Regions from separate parts of the Macaca mulatta genome. Here region 1 is linked to region 2. Evidence: chromatin contacts called from public Hi-C data. All regions are on one chromosome and are shown on one strand. Each heading gives the region's core, a stretch centred on a gene start, on an enhancer-like site or on the middle of the called end of the contact. The rest is flanking DNA. Distances are from core to core; before and after follow the strand shown. Region 1 holds the start of STX16 (syntaxin 16). Region 2 holds the start of LOC699403 (serine/threonine-protein phosphatase 4 regulatory subunit 1).

Evidence for each region. A called contact is a pair of places that touch in the nucleus more often than the background predicts.
Region 1: a Hi-C map of fetal cortex germinal zone shows a contact between it and region 2, with 3 times the contacts expected there. The contact joins the promoter of STX16 here to the promoter of LOC699403 in region 2. A contact is called at or near these places in 2 of 14 Hi-C or Micro-C datasets (cortical neurons and fetal cortex germinal zone).

Annotation. Positions count from the first base shown.
Region 1 is chr10:111,442,781-111,446,143 of T2T-MMU8v2.0, forward strand. STX16 (syntaxin 16) reads left to right here and starts at 1,630. Exons shown (of 9, transcript NM_001257651.1): 1 at 1,630-2,447. The coding sequence starts at 2,367. LOC144332207 (a long non-coding RNA gene) reads right to left here. Exons shown (of 3, transcript XR_013400091.1): 3 at 2,381-2,578.
Region 2 is chr10:111,109,371-111,112,481 of T2T-MMU8v2.0, forward strand. It overlaps LOC699403 (serine/threonine-protein phosphatase 4 regulatory subunit 1), which reads right to left and starts at 1,688. Exons shown (of 19, transcript XR_013400073.1): 1 at 1,478-1,688; 2 at 501-545. It overlaps RAB22A (RAB22A, member RAS oncogene family), which reads left to right and starts at 839. Exons shown (of 7, transcript NM_001193817.3): 1 at 839-1,149; 2 at 2,191-2,270. The coding sequence starts at 1,114.

The sequences.
Region 1 (3,363 bases), core at 380-2,879, 330 kb after region 2:
ACCCGGTCCCCTGTCGCCCGAATCTTCCACCGCAGCGAAGCGTCCCCGGGCGAGTGCCCTGCTCTCCGCGCAGAGCGGAAGCTGGCGGGTTCTCACAGTGAACTCGCCCAGCCCCGCTCGCGGCTCTCTCGATTTTATGTGGGTTTCGTTGTATGCATTTTGTTATTTGCCTCAATGGATATGTTTGACATTAATTTTTAGTTCCACAACGAACGCGCGGGAACGTTCTCCGTGAGAGAAAAAGCACGGCGGGGGGCGGTTACCGGCGTTTTCCCCGGTCGTCTGGGGGTCCCGCACGCGCCCCGCGGGTGCCGCTGTCCGGCCGGGGTCCCTGGGTGAGCCGCGGGCACCGGCTTCGCGTCTCCCCGGGCGCGACTCCGCTTTGCAAGCGCTCAGCACACGGGAAACCCTCGGAAAACACACGTGTGTAAAGTTTGTTCCACGCAGAAACAAAGGACGCGTGGGGGCCGCTTCTGGGGCCTAGGTGTTTTGTTGGAACCCCACTCCGGAGTCCGGCCCGCACCCTCGCCCGGCAAGGGGAAGCCGGCCCTAGACAGACCGGGGGCCCGGAAGGCGCAGCAGCACAGCTCTGCGCCCTCGACCCGCTCCCGCCGAGCGCTGGGCCAGGCCCTTGGCCTCAGGCTTCCCGGGCGGCTCCGGGCCAGACCAGAGCCTCCGTCACTGGGCGCCCGCCTGTTTCTGGGCGCCGTGCTCGGGCCCGGGCAGCTGCTGCCCGACGCGGCCCCGAGGAGCCCCTGCACGAACCCCGCCGACTTGGCCCGGGACGGCAAGCCGGGGTGCTTAGGGCGCCCCGGGCCTGGCCAACGGCGAGAAACCGGGCCCGGGACGCCAGGGGCGCGGGGTGCTCCGGGCCAGGGCCCAGGCGGGGAACAGAGATATTTTTCGCGGGGACGGGGGCAGGAGGTGTCAAAGTTTTCGGGGAACTTTTCCACTTGAGATTCCACGACCCTGTAGTGCCACCTACAGAAAGCGGCAGCTGGGGAGGGCGGGCGCCCCCAACGACCCCCGACTGCCGGCGGCTGCGCGGCCAGACTGCCTGGAGCTTTCGCTTTTTTTTTTTTTTTTTTTTTTTTCCTTTTTTTTCCTCCTGGTTGTTTGTCGGGTACATCTTTTTTCAGAGTGGGAAAAAAAAAAAAAAAAAAAAAAAAAAAAAAAAAGCGAGCGCCAGCGCCTGCAGTAGAGCGTGCTCGGCCTGCAGAGGCAGTCGTCTCCAACTTTTCCTCTCCCGCTCCAACTCCCCGCGCCCAAAACTTCGGCTCTCGGGGAGCCCAAATTTGCCTGCCGCGCAACTTCCACTCTAATGCAGGGACCAAGGGCCCTGGCAGCGGTTTGCAGCCTGGGGGTCACGCTCCCCAGGCTCGGGCCTGCTCGCTGGCCTGCTCCTAGTGCCTAGACCCAGTTGGGGAAGGCGAAACGGGGCGCCCCAGGAGCACCCCGGGAGAGGGCGGAGCACTCTCGTGCCCCGGGGCAGGAGTGCAGGGAGCTCCCGCGCCCGGAACGTTGCAAGCAAGGCTTGCGAGAGTCGCAGGGGGGCACTCGCGAGGGACGGACAGGAAGAGGGCCAGGGGGGACGCCAGAACCCGGGACCACAGTACGGAAACGGCCCGGGGCTGAGCTGCAGTCAGATCCGGGGATGGAGGGAGCCGGAGAAGAGGAGTGAGAAGGCCGGGGAGGCAGGCCCTGCTGTCCTCCTGCAGGCCAGCAGCCTGCTGGCAGTGGAGGACCAGGCCACCCAGGAAAGGAAGGGGTCAGGAGGTCGGGCAGGGCCTCAGCAGGCTCAGACAAGGCCCCAGAAGGGAGCTGCAGGCGCCCTGGAGTCCAGGCCTCAGGCCTGGCTCCGGTTGTCCAAAGAGGGCCTAGGCCAGGCCTCTGGTGGGGAAACTGAGTCACAGCCAGACCTCAGGGCACGGCCTAGACGCTTACGAGCCAAGTTAGGGGTAGAGAGCAAAGACCTTTGGGGGTCTCAGGGAGTAGGGGGCTTCAGGGCCTCCCAGTCCAGAGCTGGATTGGCGAGTTAGACGCTTGTAGATCCAAGGTTGGATTGGGGTGGGGTCTCTGGAACGTTGGATCGCTACGCAAGGATTGGGGGGATTCAAGTGCTTAGAGATCGAAGTCGGTCCTGGGTAGGGGGAGTCAGACAATTGGAAAGCCTAGGTAGTTATTTGGGGAGGGGTCTCTACGCTTTGGCGAAGGGCACAGCTGCGTCTTTTTGGCTTGAAGCCTGAGGCCTTGTCGAGAAGCTTCTGTGAAAGGGTGGGCCGGCCGGGTCAAGAGAAAGAAAGTGAATAAACCAGGAATATAAGTGGGCGGGGGGCCCCTGAGAGGGGGGTCACAAAGGGTGAGACATGGCCACCAGGCGTTTAACCGACGCTTTCTTGTTGTTGCGGAATAATTCCATCCAAAACCGGCAGCTGTTAGCCGAGCAAGTGAGTAGTCACACCACCTCCAGCCCTCTGCATTCACGTAGCATTGCTGCGGTGAGTCTCCCGGCGGCCTCTCCGACACACGGACCGTGTGCACTGCGGCTCTGCCTGTTTGTCTGTCTCTGTCTGTCTCTCTGTTTAATAAAAGAAGATAAGAATAATAAGACTAAGGATAATAAGATCTCTTGGCTAGAATCAGGGGGCATCTGTAACCCTGGATGGGGAAAAAGCGGTGCTGTGAGGCCGCAGCTCCACCTCTGCCTTGTCTTCTCCTCACTTCCGCAGCACCCCCCCCGCGCATCCCCCGCCTTGGCGTCACTGCGCTACAGGCCGCCTGTAATTTACATATGTTTTAACGCTAACATTGGGAAGCATTGGGCCTTTCTGAAGCCTTTTTGTTTCGTTTTGTTTGAAGCTCCCCTCCCCCCAATAGTGAGCCTCAGTTCGGTCCTAATGGCTGGGTCGCGGGACCATGGACCCAAATCCTTGCAAATGAACGACTCCCTCTCCTAAAGAGGAAGCAGTTGTGTTGTTGTTTTGTTTTGTTTTGTTTTTCTGCCCGTTTTAACGGTCCCGCAGCCCTTGTGTGGCCTTGTTCCCTATGAATAATTGTTTCACTGTTCTTCCTGGGGGCTTGGGTTTCTAAGACTCGAGGTGCTAGCCTCTTCACTTTCCATTTCCCAGACGGGAAATTACGCTTTCCTCTCCATTCGAACTTTTTAAAAAAGCCTGAGGAGGTATATGTGAAAATTAACCCTCTAAAATAACATTTTTTTTTTTTTTTTTAAATTAGCCAGAACCTTTAGTTAGCCTAGCAGTAGTGTTTTTTAAGGGTGGTCCTGGAAAAATTACTGTTTCTGGTTTGTTTTTAATGGGGGCTACTTTTCCCTTTCTGAGCCTCAGTTTACTGCTCTGTTAA
Region 2 (3,111 bases), core at 438-2,937:
TCCATGGGATAAGAGATGGAGCTGGGCTTGTGGCCAGGACACTTGAGAAGTCCGTGAATTCCGTAGCTGGCCACACCGAGAGCGGGACCTCCCCAACCCCCCAGCACTCCTAAAAGTCCCTAGGAAAAGGGCGAGGCCCTGAGAGGGAAGTCACCCAACTCCCAGGTGGCGGGCCCCCCGCCCTGAGTCGACTAGGACTTGGAACTACCCCCTCCGCCCATCCCGGGGCAGCTGCAGGCGTAGGAAGAAAAGAAGTGACAGGAAGTCAAAAGTTTCCCCAACAACAAAAATCCTTCCCTCGAGGGAAGGGCTCCCACCCTCAGCCCGCCCCGCCCAGTGGGGAGGGACCGCCCCCAGTGGATCTAGGCAGTTGGGGGTCCCGCTGTTCTGGTCCTGACGAGGAGGGCCTGGCTTGAGAGTTCCCTGCCCCGCGCTTCGTGCACCCTGAATTCTTTGAGAGCGTCCCAGGGAGGGATAGGGGTGCCCCAACTCTTACTTACAGTCGTCTAAGTCATCCTGCAAGTCCACAAAGTACAGGGGGATCTCTGAAAACCAAGAAACACACAAGGAGTTACCAGGGGGCTGCGGCGAGAGAGGACGGGGTCGGGCAGGGGCCCCTCGGCCTCGCGGGGTGGTCACGGGGCGAGAGGGAGGGAAGCACCCCCGGCGTCCCCCGAACCCAACCCCACTCACCCGCCATCTTGGGATGGGCCTGGAGGCTGGACGGACAGGGGTGGGGGAGCCTGTAGACAGGGGCGGGGCCGTAGGTTTCAGGCCCCGCCCCCGGCCCGCGCCGGCCGGTCGGCCCCGCCCTCTCAGTGAAGGTGGCTGCCGAGGTGGGCGGGGAGGTCAGGTGACCCGGCCGGCGTCCCAAGATGGCGGCGGCGGCGGCGCCCGGAAGGCCGCGGCGGCGTCCAGGCTGCTAAGGCGGGCCCCACGCGGCTGGCAGCGGACAGGCAGAACCTAGGGCCAGAGGACGGGCGGCAGCCGCCTCTGCGCGGACCGGGGCTGGGCTGTCTGGCGGCAGCGGCGCCAGGGGATGCTCCTGCTGGGCCCGGCCTCTCCTTTCTCAACTTAGGGCGGCGGCGGGCCCGCGCCCGTGGCTCCCGGGCCATGGCGCTGAGGGAGCTCAAAGTGTGTCTGCTCGGGGTGAGTGGCGGTGGGTCTGGCCGGGAGGGCCACGGGAGGCTGGGCTGGCGGGGACCCCGGATCCCCCATGTCCCCTCATTCTTTCCCCCATCCCCCGTCCAAGACGCTGTCTCCAGCCCCGTGGACCCTCCCTCCAGGTCAGGAGCTGTCCCGCCCACCTCTTGCACCCTCCAGAAGGTCCTGGAGGCCGGAGGGACCCTTCCCCTTCCCCTTCCCCTCCCTGGAGCCCGTGGACTCTTCCCGCCCCTTAAAGAGCAAACAGCCCCGCCTTGCCTCTCCATTGCATCTGGGTTAGGAGAGGCTTTTAAATAGTTTTCTCCCAACTTACCAAGGTATTAGTTGGGAGGGAGTTGGCCGAGTCTTCTCAAGCAAAACCCATAACAGGTCTTTAGGTTTTACAAGCAGCATTAGACTACTTTGTCTCTTGAGGGTGTTTTTGAACTTGTGGGATACCCCTGCCACTTCTCCAAAGAGTTACTTTGCCAAGTAACTCTTCCCGTGGAGAAAGGGGGTGTTCAAATCAGGAAGCCCCAAAGACTAGTTTGAAGCTTCAGCTTCCTGTCTTGTCAGGAAGGACAAGGTTGGCCATTTCAAAGCCTTCTTTCTGAAATTGATGCTGTCATTCCAGTTTCTGCCTTAAAAGATAGACAGGAACTCCATTAACTAATCTTTATTCCCCCAAAATAGGGTGGGGCTAGGATTCTTCAGGGATTACTCAGAGGTAACCCAGGAGTTCAAAGTTTACTAACATATGTTAGAAAGCAAGTGGACTTGTTACTTTTTACACGAAGCAGAAACTTTGGGTCTTTCAAAAGGTCCTAATCTGTCTTAAAAACTGCAAAAACCTCACTCTTTTAGCACATTTGGAATTTCCTAATTACTCCACTGAATTTTTATGACAATCGCTTTTGTGTTCCTCAGTTTATAAAATTTACACATCTAGGGTGATTTTTCTAAAATCCTGAACTTACGCCACAAAGTAGTTTTTGGTGTCTGCCAAAAGGTAAACTTTTCTCAGTCACACGTCTCATTCTCTTTCAGGATACAGGTGTAGGTAAATCGAGTATTGTGTGGCGGTTTGTGGAAGACAGTTTTGATCCAAACATCAACCCAACAATAGGGTAAGAGATTTTTATTTGATACACATCTAAAGGTGCATTGAAAATCCTTCCAAATACGTAGTGTGTTACAGGTGTAGGCCCTGCACTTTATATTCATTGAATTCTGAGTCGCTGGTTCACATCATCTCTGGAAGACTTGAAGGAGTACAGTGAGGATCTGTGTATTTTAGGAAAACTATCTTCAGACTTGTTGGGAGTGAAAACTTAAAAATGCAAATATGAATTGGAGTTCTGCTAATTATTAGAATAGACACAGAAACTTCAATCTATAAATATCAACAACAATTACACCTTGAAATAAGGCAGATGAAAATAGATCGTGGTGCTATTCTTTCAGGGATATCAAGTAAAACACATTTAGATGCTTTTTGTCCTTCCTGAAAGTAGTAGGCTGAGATCTGAACGCTTACACATGCCTGTACTGGTAGTAATAAGAAATTAATAAATTCGTATTGAAATGGAAGGTTTTTTCAGTTCTCTGGTTCTAGGGACAAGTAAAGGTGATTGTTCATATGTTTTTGACTCTATAAGAAAACTTTTCATTTTGCAATACTAATCCTTTGACTACATAAGAAGTTGTGTTTTATAGGCTTTAATACTATGTTAGCTTTATAAAACTAAATAGGTGCTATGCTGTAGTTTTATCATCAAACCCTCAAATGCCTTCCAGCATTTAAAGAAAAAATCAATGTTATCCATCGCTAGGATAATATTGGCCTTTGTGCTCTATGCAGATCATTCTTTGACTAATAGAGATATATTTTACAGCCCAGGAGAGAAACTGCCATAAGATTGTACCCTGAGAAATTATGAGCTCCTGTTATCAGAGGTTATTTATTAT